Regions from separate parts of the Sus scrofa genome. Here all the other regions are linked to region 3. The links are chromatin contacts, called in public HiChIP or PLAC-seq maps. All regions are on one chromosome and are shown on one strand. Each heading gives the region's core, a stretch centred on a gene start, on an enhancer-like site or on the middle of the called end of the contact. The rest is flanking DNA. Distances are from core to core; before and after follow the strand shown. Region 1 overlaps ARID5B (AT-rich interactive domain-containing protein 5B). Region 2 overlaps ARID5B (AT-rich interactive domain-containing protein 5B). Region 3 has its middle 100 kb from the start of ARID5B.

Region 1 (3,772 bases), core at 142-2,641, 210 kb after region 3:
CGTTTCTCATCGCTGGATGCTAAGCTCTTAAAGGGGGTAAGAATCATGGCGTACTCACCTTTGTATCAACATATGTTCCCTGAAATGATAGAAAAAGTCTGCTAGATTCCAGAGGTTTCAAATCTCCATCACCTTCTCGCCTTTCCTGGAGTCAAGTTTTTTGGTTTTTTTTTTTTTTTTTTTTTTTTTGGTCTTTTTAGGGCCACACCCAGGCATACGGAAGCTCCCAGGCTAGAGGTCGAATCAGAGCTGCAGCTGCCAGCCTACACCACAGCCACAGCAATACGGGATCCAAGCCACGTCTGCTATCTACACCACAACTCACAGCAACACCAGACCCCTTAACCCACTGAGTGAGGCCAGGGATTCAATCCACGTCCTCATGGATACTACTAGTTGGGTTTGTTACTGCTGAGCTACTACAGGAACTCCTGGAGTCAAGTATTTCTTGACCTCAGTCTTTTAGTTTTAGCTCATCTCCCATTGATCTAAATTCTCTACGAACAGTGTCTAGCTCAAAGGAACTGGGTTTTTCTCAACCTTTACTCCCCTTTTTAAGCTGGAGGAACTTTCTTCGTAAATTGGTCCATGTCTTCAGTTGAAGATCGTTCGTTTTTTTAGGATGCTTAACAGTCCCTGGAGTCTGCACAGCCTAGAAGTTGCTCTTTCTGAGGAAGACGAGCTACCTTACGTTAAGGCAAATGGTAGCCTGTATCTGGAAGTCTGTGCATCCACCTTTCCCTCCTCTAACCCACAGGCAGCAGAATTCATTATAGAAAGCAAGGAATGGTGGCAGGACAACTAGCATACAGGACACTGACAAGTTCTAACTAAATGTGGGTTCTGTGGATCAGGAACACAGTACAGATGACAGTTCAGGTTGGAACCAGGTCAGAAAGTGTTGGGAAAGAAAAGGCTTAGCCAGGGTCATGTTCATTATTAGGAAGATTACTTGGTGGATGGCATGTACACCCCAAGGATACTTTCTGGCTCACTGACGTGCTCTGTGTTATTTATGGATGAAGACAAGGTCGTCTCTCTCCCCGAAGAGTCCACAGAGGATCCTGCACAAGGCAAGCTCACAGCACACAGAGTTTAGCCGGTCACACTTCCCTTTCCCCACAGTCACAGACATGAGTGTTAAATCTCTAAAATAGGAGATAGGATATTCTAGCTAAGACATCACACACAGTGCCAGAAACTATACTCTCGTAGGACACTGCCTCCTGCCCCATCCCTGGCACATGTGCTTTCAGAAAGAGGGAGGATTTGGTAATGGTTGGTTCTTTTGAGGTTTGTTTTTTTCGTAGCACGGGTGACAGGTCTTAGGCTGTCCAGAGCACAGTCTGTCTCATAGTTCCTGAAAGAAAGAAAGTTGAGAGTTCCCTTGTGCTTGTGGCACAATAGGTTAAGGATCCGGTGGTGTCGCTGCAGAAGCTCCGATTGCTGTTGTGGTGTGGGTTTGATCCCTGGCCTGAGAACTTCCATGGCCAGGGGAAAAAAAAGGAGAAGAAGAAAGGAAGTTGAAATATGTCAGGACTTGAACAAACAGAGACTATTGTGGCACGTTCCCCTCTTGAGTAGGCTTGCTGACCTTTGGTGCCAAGGTCGTGTGTCTGAACTGAGAAGCAGACTCAAAGATGCAGGGTGTGGTCTCACCACTGCCAACCCTGGTGACTGTTGCTCCCACCTTCGGCCCTGCCATTCACTCCTCATGAGAGGAATGTCCTCCCCATGGAAGAGTGTTCCTCAGACTTTTCAAAGACCTTCCCCCAGGCTTCAACGCCTCCTCTCTGAACAACTCTGGGTAACCAAGAGGACAGGTGCTGTTGGGCCCAGTGGGCCATGGAACTGATTGGGCAAGTCAGTGGCTAAACATGAATGTGGTAGTGGTGGGACCTCAGTGGGACTTGGGCATCAGCTTCTCCCTGCTCCCCCCGAATGCAACCCAGCGCTGAAGCATATGACATCACAGCTGAAGATCATATAATCTGCATACGTAGCAAACCCCAATTAACCAGAATTTCCCGTTAACCAGAAGCTCCCCATCCCTCATTCCCCTTTTTCAAAAAGAGGGGGAAAAAAAAAAAGTAAATAGTAAAAAACAGCTCATATGTTTTTCAAAATGTTTTTCTCATTATGAAATTTTTTCCTTTATGGAAAGTACAAGTACAATAATAATAATAATTGCCACTCTTCTGTAAGCACAGACCATATGTCAGACCTTATGCTAAGCCCTTTACATACATTTTCTTGCTTAATCTTTACAGCACCCCTATAAGGAGGCTCATGTTAACCATCACTTCACAGGGGAGGAAACAGACGCTCAGAAAGTTTACGGCAGCTCCAAGCCACACAGCTAGTGAGTGGTCAGGCCAGATTCCAGTTCAGGTCTGGCTGGCTTCAAAGCTGGTATGCATCTCCACTCTTTGATATTGCCTCCAGAAATAGCACCAATAATCTCGTCAGTGTTTATCTATTTCCTTCCAGTCTTTTTCCAAAGCATTTTTTTGAGGATATTTTATATATGCCGTTGTCATATCTTAGATGTTTAGTTATTACAAAATAAGCCTTTCCTCATATTATTATAAACATTATAGAGACCATTTTAATGGTTGCATAATGGTACATAAAATGAAGGCACCAGAATTTACATAATCTCTTTCTATTAGAAGTGTATATTGTTTCCTCCAGGGTTCTGTTCTGTTGCTTTAGTGTGTAATGTATAATTAACACTGTAATGAACATCTTTATATATAAAAACATCAGCATTTTGATGGTTTCTTTAGGATAAATTCCGGGAATCTCTTGTTGCCAAAATTGCTTTCCTTTTAGACAAGAGCAGAAAGATCAGATCATCAGAGCCTGCTGCGGGCTTAGTTCAGAATGAAGACCCTGAGTTTCTGCATAGCTCTAAAGCATAACAGGAAAAAAACAAACAAACAAAAAAAACGTGAATACTGGGCTTAGGCAGAAAAGTGAGCTCAGGCAGATTTTTCACTTCATGATCAGTCTCCTGAAGAACTCTTGAATTTGAATGACTAATGGCTTGTAACCATTTTTTTTTTTTTTTTTTTTTTTTGTCTTTTTAGGACTGCACCCACAGCATATGAAAGTTCCCAGGCTAGGGGTTGATTCAGAGCTATAGCCACTGGCCTATGCCACAGCCACAGCAATGTGGGATCAGAGCCACATCTTCCACCTACACCACAACTCAGGGCATCACCAGACCCTTAGCCCACTGAGCAAGGCCAGGGATCAAACCTGTGTCCTCAGGGATACTAGTCAGATTACTTTCCGCTGAGCCATAACGAGAGCTCCTGTAACTAAGATTTTAATTGCATTTCATGCACATTTAAGATGAAGACTCCATGTGGTAGGAATGCCTGAAGTCTCGTCCAGGCATGAGGGTAGAACCATTGGGCCATGGCTGCTGCCAACCTGAGTGTCACAGTGTGGCCAGAAGTAGCAGCAGAAGGTTGGGTCTGCTCCTTAGGCAGCAGGCTCAGGTAAAGCCCTTGGCTTGAGAAGTACAGAGCCATGATTTTGGAGGGATACACATTAGTTCTGTTAATTCCTGAGAACCTAAGAAAAAGCACAGTGTACTAGACAGGATGCTTGGCTGGAAGTCAGGAGACCTGGGTTCAAATCTGACCCATAGACGAAATAAGGAGCTTTGGCAACTCAGTAAACTCCCTATCTCCAGGTTTTACATGGGAAATGGAAGGTTAGACTGGCTTTTTGAGCTTTTGAGGATCTCAGACCTCTTTGA
Region 2 (3,761 bases), core at 143-2,642, 190 kb after region 3:
TCATTTTGCTATTGATTTGTCCAGTATCATACCTTAATTTGGTTTATTTATGAGTTTAGGGGTTCAGGAGGGCCTCTCAAATGTTACATGGCTGCTGCAGTAATGGAATTGTGATTCTTGCTGTGATGGAAGGTGTTAAGTTACAACATGAAAAATGAAAGACTGAGTAGATATTTTAAGGGGAAAGATGGCAGAAGTTAAGATGATTTTTAAGACCAGTTGTGCTAATGATGGTCAAGTTTCCTTCTCTTATAGCAATTTTGTCATGGTAACCATAGGGGGTTAACTGGATCTTGGAGGTGGCTTCCCACAAGGTGGCTTCTTAGAGAGGGTTGAGTTGAGCTAAGTTCAAATCTAATAGCCTTTTCTGGGCCATCGGTAAATAAATAAATGCATAAATTAATCTGTGAGAAAACCTTGGACCCAGCTATAGAGGAGAAGAAATTTTGTTTAAGCAATGGCTGCTATGTGTTCTTGTGGGCTCTTTATATTTTCTTATTAAGACTCTGAAACTCATTTATACTAAAAGTGAATGGTTGTCTGTAGCCTAACAGTTAACCCTGTGAAAGGAAGGCATGTTAAGGTAGATCAGGCCCCTTAGAATCACACCCCACTTGTGGGCACCACTTTTACCTACATGTCAGCCTAGCCACGTGGTCTCACCAGTAGATATAGCTATTGCACAATATCTGACTTGGGTGACATTTAAATATGGCTGAGAAGAGCATGCAAAATTCTCAGGAAGAAGTGTAGTGCGGCTCTTGAACGTGGCTTCAGTGGTCACTTCTTCAGTTTGCGGGTGGGGCTGGCTTTACCTCCCAGCAGGTTCATTTATTCCTTGGAGTGAGGGCAGCATTCAGTTTTAGTTTAGCTTTCTGTTTTTGTTTTTTTGTTGTTGTTTTTTTGTTTGTTTTTGTTTTTTTTTAGATTGATGAAGCAATAATATAGGGCAAAAGCTGAGATTAGCATATTAGTACATATTTTTATATTTGTCCATCCGTTTGAAGCAGCTTGCATTTGGAGACAGCCGGTTGAAACCCTGGGTTTTACATTTGAAATATTCTTTGTTCTGTTTGCAACCATGCCCTGATATATTTTCCCACATTTTCTTTTTATAAGTTCTCCAGTGGTGTTTTTGTTGCCTATCCTGGGAAGATCTGTCTTTTCATTTATCAAAACAAATGGCAAGCTGGGGACCATTTAAAGGAGGGGCTTTTTTTCAGCTAATAAAGCCAATCTTTTTGTTCTGTTATGTTAAAAGTACATTATCTTTTTATTGTCAGTTCTGTTTGGCTAGGTCTGTTTTCTGTCTTAGCAATCTCAGAGCTGCCCCACTTGCTTACTGTGTAGAGAATTACAAAATCATTAAGGGTGGGGCAGCACCAGCTGACTTACAGTACAAACCATTTCTCAAAATAACCACAACAGTGCAATACTGATGTGCAATTGACGTCACAGTATGTTTTTATGAAATAGTTTGTGGCATTTTCATTTCTATTCCGGATGGAATCTTGTTCGTTCTCCCTTTTAATCAGGCATTTAATTTATTTTTATTATTAACATTTTCCACTCCTTGTCTTGGCATGCCTCCAATTCAACAGCTTTGATGAGAAAACACACACATACAACTAACTGATCTTCCTCCACCTCAGCTCTTCAACATCAGTTTAACTGCAACTGTATTTTCCCCTTTGATGTGCACTAACTTCGTGTACTAATTTGACTGCCTTATGAGAGATTCAGAAATATAGTGGGGGCATAGTGCACGTCTACACAGAGTTGTAACCAGGAATTGATAAAGTTGAGGTACAACTTTGAATTTTAAACACTTTCAACCAATTCAGGCTATTTAGTCATAGGCACTGCTGCATTTTCCTTTTACAAATGTCTTTCTGTATAATGTCCTGTAATTAGAACAGGAAATCATTGAGTAACTGTAAGATGAATAAGAGCACTTAGACTGAAAGGAAAATTACCTTCCGAGAAATTATATTCTCTCTCTTTCTTTTTTTTTTTTTTTTTGCTGCATGTTACAATGTTGGTAATGATAGTAACAGCTGTAGCTACTCTTATCTGGAGAATTTTCATGCTTAGGTTTTCTGGAATAAAATTTTTTTTTCATTTTCAGTAATAATCAAAAATGAATGGATGGAAAATAGGAAATGCCTAATTATGACAAATATTCAGTGTCACAACAGAGCAGCAATTAAATGGAAACTTCAATATAATTGTCAATAGCAGTAAGAATTGGAATGGTGCCAGGTGTATAAAGTTGATGCTTTGCCTTTGGTTCGTTGCTAGGAGCACAGTAAAAAGTATAAAGCTTTGAGACAGGAATGTCTAATGTAATAAAGTAACAGAAAGAAGCATAAATCATTGTAAGAGCCTCTCATATTGACATTATTTTACTTAAATTGTCTCAAAACTAGACATCAGTTTTTATAACATGAGCAAACTCATATCTGCTTGGGAAAAAAAAAAAAAAAAAGAACACTATATATTGTCTTTGAAGGATGAGGGACATTGTGTCTCCAACCTAGCCTTCATACATATTTGGAATCTTTTAAGTGAAAATCTTTAAATGTTTGTTTCTATTGGCATCCAAATGCATTTGCCCTAATACGATTAAGAGAACCAAAGGGCAAAATACTTGGCAGATTTTTCAGTTGAGGTAATTAGGTGCAGGAAGGAACATGCATACTTTTTCCACCAGGCTCTATAAAATCCTGGTGAGAGGGTTGTTTTCTTTTTTTAAGATTTTTTTTTAAGCTTACTGTGATGTTAGGAGTAGATTATTAGTGGTTTTTAGTAAGCATAATAGTGTGATGTTTCCGAAACAAGCTTTCCCTCCCCCCTTCCCCCACCACAGAATGAAAAAGAAAGTTACATTTCTAAATTGTTGTCTAAGAGATAAAAGGAAATTTTTCCTCCAGAATTTATGTTTTCAGCCTTCTGTGCATTTGGCCACCATTATCTATTTTTTAAAAAATATGTCATTATGGATATTTGAAAGTCAATGCTCCATTAATTCATTGTGTTTGCTATTTCATGCATCTCTCTTTTTACAAAGACGACTTGAGCAACGTGCTATTCAGAATGAATGCCTGTTCTTACCCTCCCCCCCCATTTTTCCCCCAGCCCAATGCCAAGGATTAAAAGCAATGGTATACAGTTACTGTTTGAAAAGCTTGGGTGGAGTTTCATGTTATAATTACAGTTTCTCAGTGGAATTCTGTTTTGGACTTTGAAAATATATAAATAAGTGAAAAATTGACATTGAGAGAGGTTAACAAAACGTGTAATTATGATATAAGCGCAGGATTAGAGTAATTTCGGTTGAGCATTACAAGCAGTGTACTTTAGGTATTAATTTTAATAGGCAAAGTTTTTTTCATTGAAGTTGAAATGAGGTTTAGAAATTTGAGGTCTTTTATTCCCTTTGGATATTTTGTTTTAAAATAGGCATACCCACCTTTTTGTTTTGTTTTCGGTTGGTGGGGGGAACTTGAGGAATGGGACGATATTTTAATGGAATATCATGATTTTGGTTTGAAATTTCAGTCTTTGGTACCAGCAGTTTATTGCTGGTCATTTTCTGTTGACAGAAATCAAGTAATGTGTATATAACCCAAACAAATACAAACAACTAAAGTGTGTTAGAGAAAGATTCCTTAGGGTAATACTTTGATTTCCTTTCCTATTGGGTGTGGTTGAAAGAAAATCTTTGTTGCAGGAACAGTTTATCTTTTGCTAAGCAAATG
Region 3 (3,849 bases), core at 20-2,519:
AAATCACCATCGTTATAAACAGGAATTTTCTAACATAGTTAATTACGCAATAGTCTTACACATTCATGTTTACTGTAGGGAAATGTAAAAGGGGTGGGCAGTTCAAAAGTGACTGGGCAGTGATTTAGAGATCTGAATCATCCAAAAATCCTCCTAAAAACCTTCCCAGAACCTAAGAAAATATGCAAAATTCATTTAATTCTAAAGTATGAACACTTCTATAATTAGCACATTGCCATTTTGTTTACATTGTAATAGTCAAATATTTATATGGTATCTAAATACTTCACATATAATTGAGGCACTTATCTAAGCAATGGGTAAGGGACATATATTTCATTTAAAACTTGTAAAAAAAATTTTAATCTCACAATCTTAAGATTTTGCCATTTGTATCTTGGATCTGGTGACAAGTTAAGGTCACCCCTGATAGATCTGAAGCTGTGGCCGACAACATTAACAGTCTTCAAATGAAAAGTATTATCCATCACAGGGTGATGTATTCAGTGATCCAGTTTCCCAGAATATGTTTTGGCAAAGAGCTAGGAATTAGTCTCTGCCTCCCTGCTTTATTTGCTAATATGCTATCCATGAATCGAGAGTAGACAGAAATGGGTGAATTTATTGCTTATGGTAACAGTCACCATAGGAATCTTCCTTGGCATTTCATCAAGGGTTTCTAGGAAAGAGAGGTTTCTTTCCTTCCATCCACAGAACAGAAAGCCCCATGGATGTGTTCACCACAACAATTGGAGATCACTGTCCCCCCACCATCAGGTTCAATAGCCTGCACTCTTGTGATTCTCCAGCCTTCCCCCCACCCACCTGGGACAAAAAGTGGCCTCTGAAAAGAATATGAAGGCCTCGTCTACCCAGATCCAGGAATGAAGCTCATCCAGAGTCAGTTCTGAGGCCCTGATTCCACAGGCTCAGGAGTCTTGCATCACTTTGAGATCACAGGGTACCCTCCCAGACCTCACTGTATTCATCCTCCTTCACTTTAGCCCAAGAGACCAACAGGTAGGACAGTGACATGTGGACAACTGTGTAAAATTATCACCATTCCTGGAGAAGAATCCCAGGCACCTGCTCAGCTCAAGTAAGATGCTGGGCACATCCAGTGAGCCTATTGTAGGACACTGGTCCTGGAAAAATAAGCCAAAGACATACTTGCTTACTTGGTTCCTGATTAACCACCTAGGACAAGTCACATGGATGCAAAACATATATGAAGTGAAAGCATAAAGCAAAGCCACAAAGCTACAAAAAGCACCAGTGTCAGTCATAAAAATACCGCAGTGTTCTATTTTTCACTGAATTAGTCAGAACTCTCTCAGGTGTTCATGACTGACCAAAATGCAGCTCAAACAAATTGCAACCAAAGAGGAAATTTATAGTTACCAAATTTAGAAATTTGAGAGATCAGAGTCTGCTGAATCCAGGTGTTCAGTCATGTTGTCATCATGCCTTTCCCTCTGTCACCATCTCTTGGCTCTGATTGTTCTGTGATAGCTTTGTTGATGTCTCCACAAGTTCCCAAAGAATCAGAAGTTCTATGCTTATTTCTGTTGCTTGCAACCTTCGAAGGAAAATGAGACTCTTTCTTAACTGAGTTACCAGCCCTGGTTAAGTCATAGCACCCAGGGGGTAGATGGTTCTTATTAGGCCAGTTCCTCATCCCAAGTTGTGAGCAGCCACATGTGACTAACACTAATCAAAATTGGGATGGGGGCAGAGTCAGAAGGTAAAGACAAAGAGAAAGGATCTTTTGCACAACAAACAAGAGATAGCCACACTACATATCAACACTTAGATGGTGTCATGAATGAACTTGGAAATCTATTAAATCCCCTGGACCCTCTTGGAGCCCTGTCTGGCATTTGTTCTTGAACTCAAGGATCCAGGACTGTACCAACCAGGAAACACAATGAGTGTCATCTATTTAACAGCTATTTACTGAGCGCCATCCCAGAGCTTGGTACTGGGGATACAGTGGCAAGCAAGAAATGCACAGTAGGGTAAGAGAGAATGTAGGGAATGATAATAACAACTGATGCTTCCCCAAGGTCCCTTAGGTGGCAGACACTATGATAAACTTATGTATCTATTTTTAAGGATGTCACAGGCACACAAAGGATGAAATCCTAGCCTGGACTTGGGCCAGGGAATGCTTCTAGAGGAAGTGAAATCGAAGCTGAAATTTGAAAAATGGGTAAGAGTTCAGCTGGTCAAAGGGTAAAGTTGGGTAGTTCAAACAAAAGAAACAGCATATGCAATGTCCCCAAATCAAAAAAAGTACTGTGTTTTAAAGAAACAGAAAGACTTACATAAAAGCAAATGGTTTGTTAATATAAATATCCCCAAGGGCAAAACTGTGGTTTACTCCGGTCACTTTGTGATCTCAAGCAGGTCACCTCTGGGTCTTTCTCACAAAGTTGTTAAAAGGATCAAATGTAATAATGAATGTGAAATACTGTGTAAATTTTAAATCCTCTGTGACCATAAGGCACGTGTAGAGAACTGAAGGAAGTGCACAGAATGGTAAAATGCTGCATGATTAAGGAAACAGGTCCCGGCTCTATGTAAGCGCACCTCTCAAGAAAAACAGGCTTTAGCTTTATGGTGCCCGTTTAGCCACTGAGTCCTCCTTTTAGTTCTTGAGAGGTTTAAACGAAAAGTTTTCAGACCTGGAAATTCACCAGGAGGGAGTGGGCATGGGGAAGAGTGGGCTCTCTGGGAAAATAATGGACGTGATCAAGGAATGTGGGTACAAGTCCTCTTTGTAAGAGCATCCTTGGCAGGATGAAGGGATCCAGGGACTTTAACAGAAAAGGAAGAAAAAGTTCATTTGTTCTAAGAGTACAATCAACAAAACAGATGAAGATACCTACAAAGAGAAGACAGGGTGTGAAATGAACATGGAAGGTTACAACTTATAGATTTAGGAGAAGAAGTAGAGGAAATAGTTTGGGGGGGAGTGGGAGACTCGAACTCTTAAAAACGCCAACATAAGATCTGTTTAAATTGTAACCCAGGCCAGAGCGTCATGAATAATCAGTTTGTCTTGGAGAATTCTGGAATTATAAACAAAAGGATACAAAGCATTGTCCAAGGTAAATATTGACATGACTGAAGAGGAACTAGAGAAACTTTTAACGACGCCAACAGTACTGCATCTGGGGAAGATGTTTCACATTCTTATAACAAATACTCGGTACAAGGAGTTGAAGGACGATGGGTAAGAATTTATTGTCCAGTAGGTTGAAAAATTGAGTTAGAACAAAAGCTTTTTCAAATTGAGAACAGTGATACTATAAAAACACAAATATTAATTCTTAAGACCATGTTATTTCTTAAAATAAAGCCAGTTCTCCCTGCCAAGCAACGATTTGCCCACAAAAATGAGAGGATTAGTGCTCTTATCCTGAAGCATCCATTCAATTTACACTGAGGCAGATGCGTGGAGTTTCTTCCCCAGCTCCAGGGGAGGGCGGTCTGGGAAGTCCCTCCAAGCCAGCTGGGCCACCACCAGGCCAAGGCCCTCCCACCCCTGCAATGACAAATCGTGTTGGCTGAGATGCACCCCTGTGGAGGAGAACGAAGGAAGGAGCTCACTAATTCCTCCAGGTTCCTACCTCGCTTCCTTTGAGAAGGTGTGCAGGTGGGGTGACCTGCAACTGAGAATAAACAGGAGCCCATTGCTGCTGCTTCATGGGAGCGAGTGAAGGATCTTGTCAGCAGAACAGCACCATGGCAACCAGTTCTTCAAAGCATTTTTTAAAAATTACAAGTCGCATTTCATCTGGAAACATCCCAATTACCCAATTAGCCTAAGCTGCGAAGTCTTTT

Evidence for each region. HiChIP or PLAC-seq counts read pairs in DNA pulled down with a chosen protein or histone mark.
Region 1: a contact with region 3 is called in an H3K27ac HiChIP or PLAC-seq map of alveolar macrophages. The contact joins two enhancer-like sites. A contact is called at or near these places in 1 of 47 Hi-C or Micro-C datasets (skeletal muscle) and 1 of 2 datasets of contacts at active chromatin or transcription factors (alveolar macrophages).
Region 2: an H3K27ac HiChIP or PLAC-seq map of alveolar macrophages shows a contact between it and region 3. The contact joins two enhancer-like sites. A contact is called at or near these places in 1 of 47 Hi-C or Micro-C datasets (skeletal muscle) and 1 of 2 datasets of contacts at active chromatin or transcription factors (alveolar macrophages).

Annotation. Positions count from the first base shown.
Region 1 is chr14:65,513,575-65,517,346 of Sscrofa11.1, forward strand. The region is part of intron 4 of ARID5B (AT-rich interactive domain-containing protein 5B); the gene reads left to right. Among named protein-coding and RNA genes, the nearest start is that of ARID5B, 110 kb to the left of the region's middle. Within about 2 kb of position 1,392, at least 2 of the 83 cell types and tissues checked have an H3K27ac peak or open chromatin away from gene starts, as enhancers often do. A contact at or near this core is called in alveolar macrophages, where this site is marked.
Region 2 is chr14:65,491,964-65,495,724 of Sscrofa11.1, forward strand. The region is part of intron 3 of ARID5B (AT-rich interactive domain-containing protein 5B); the gene reads left to right. Among named protein-coding and RNA genes, the nearest start is that of ARID5B, 85 kb to the left of the region's middle. Within about 2 kb of position 1,393, at least 34 of the 83 cell types and tissues checked have an H3K27ac peak or open chromatin away from gene starts, as enhancers often do. A contact at or near this core is called in alveolar macrophages, where this site is marked.
Region 3 is chr14:65,303,027-65,306,875 of Sscrofa11.1, forward strand. No RefSeq gene overlaps it. Among named protein-coding and RNA genes, the nearest start is that of ARID5B, 100 kb to the right of the region's middle. Within about 2 kb of position 1,270, at least 8 of the 83 cell types and tissues checked have an H3K27ac peak or open chromatin away from gene starts, as enhancers often do. A contact at or near this core is called in alveolar macrophages, where this site is marked.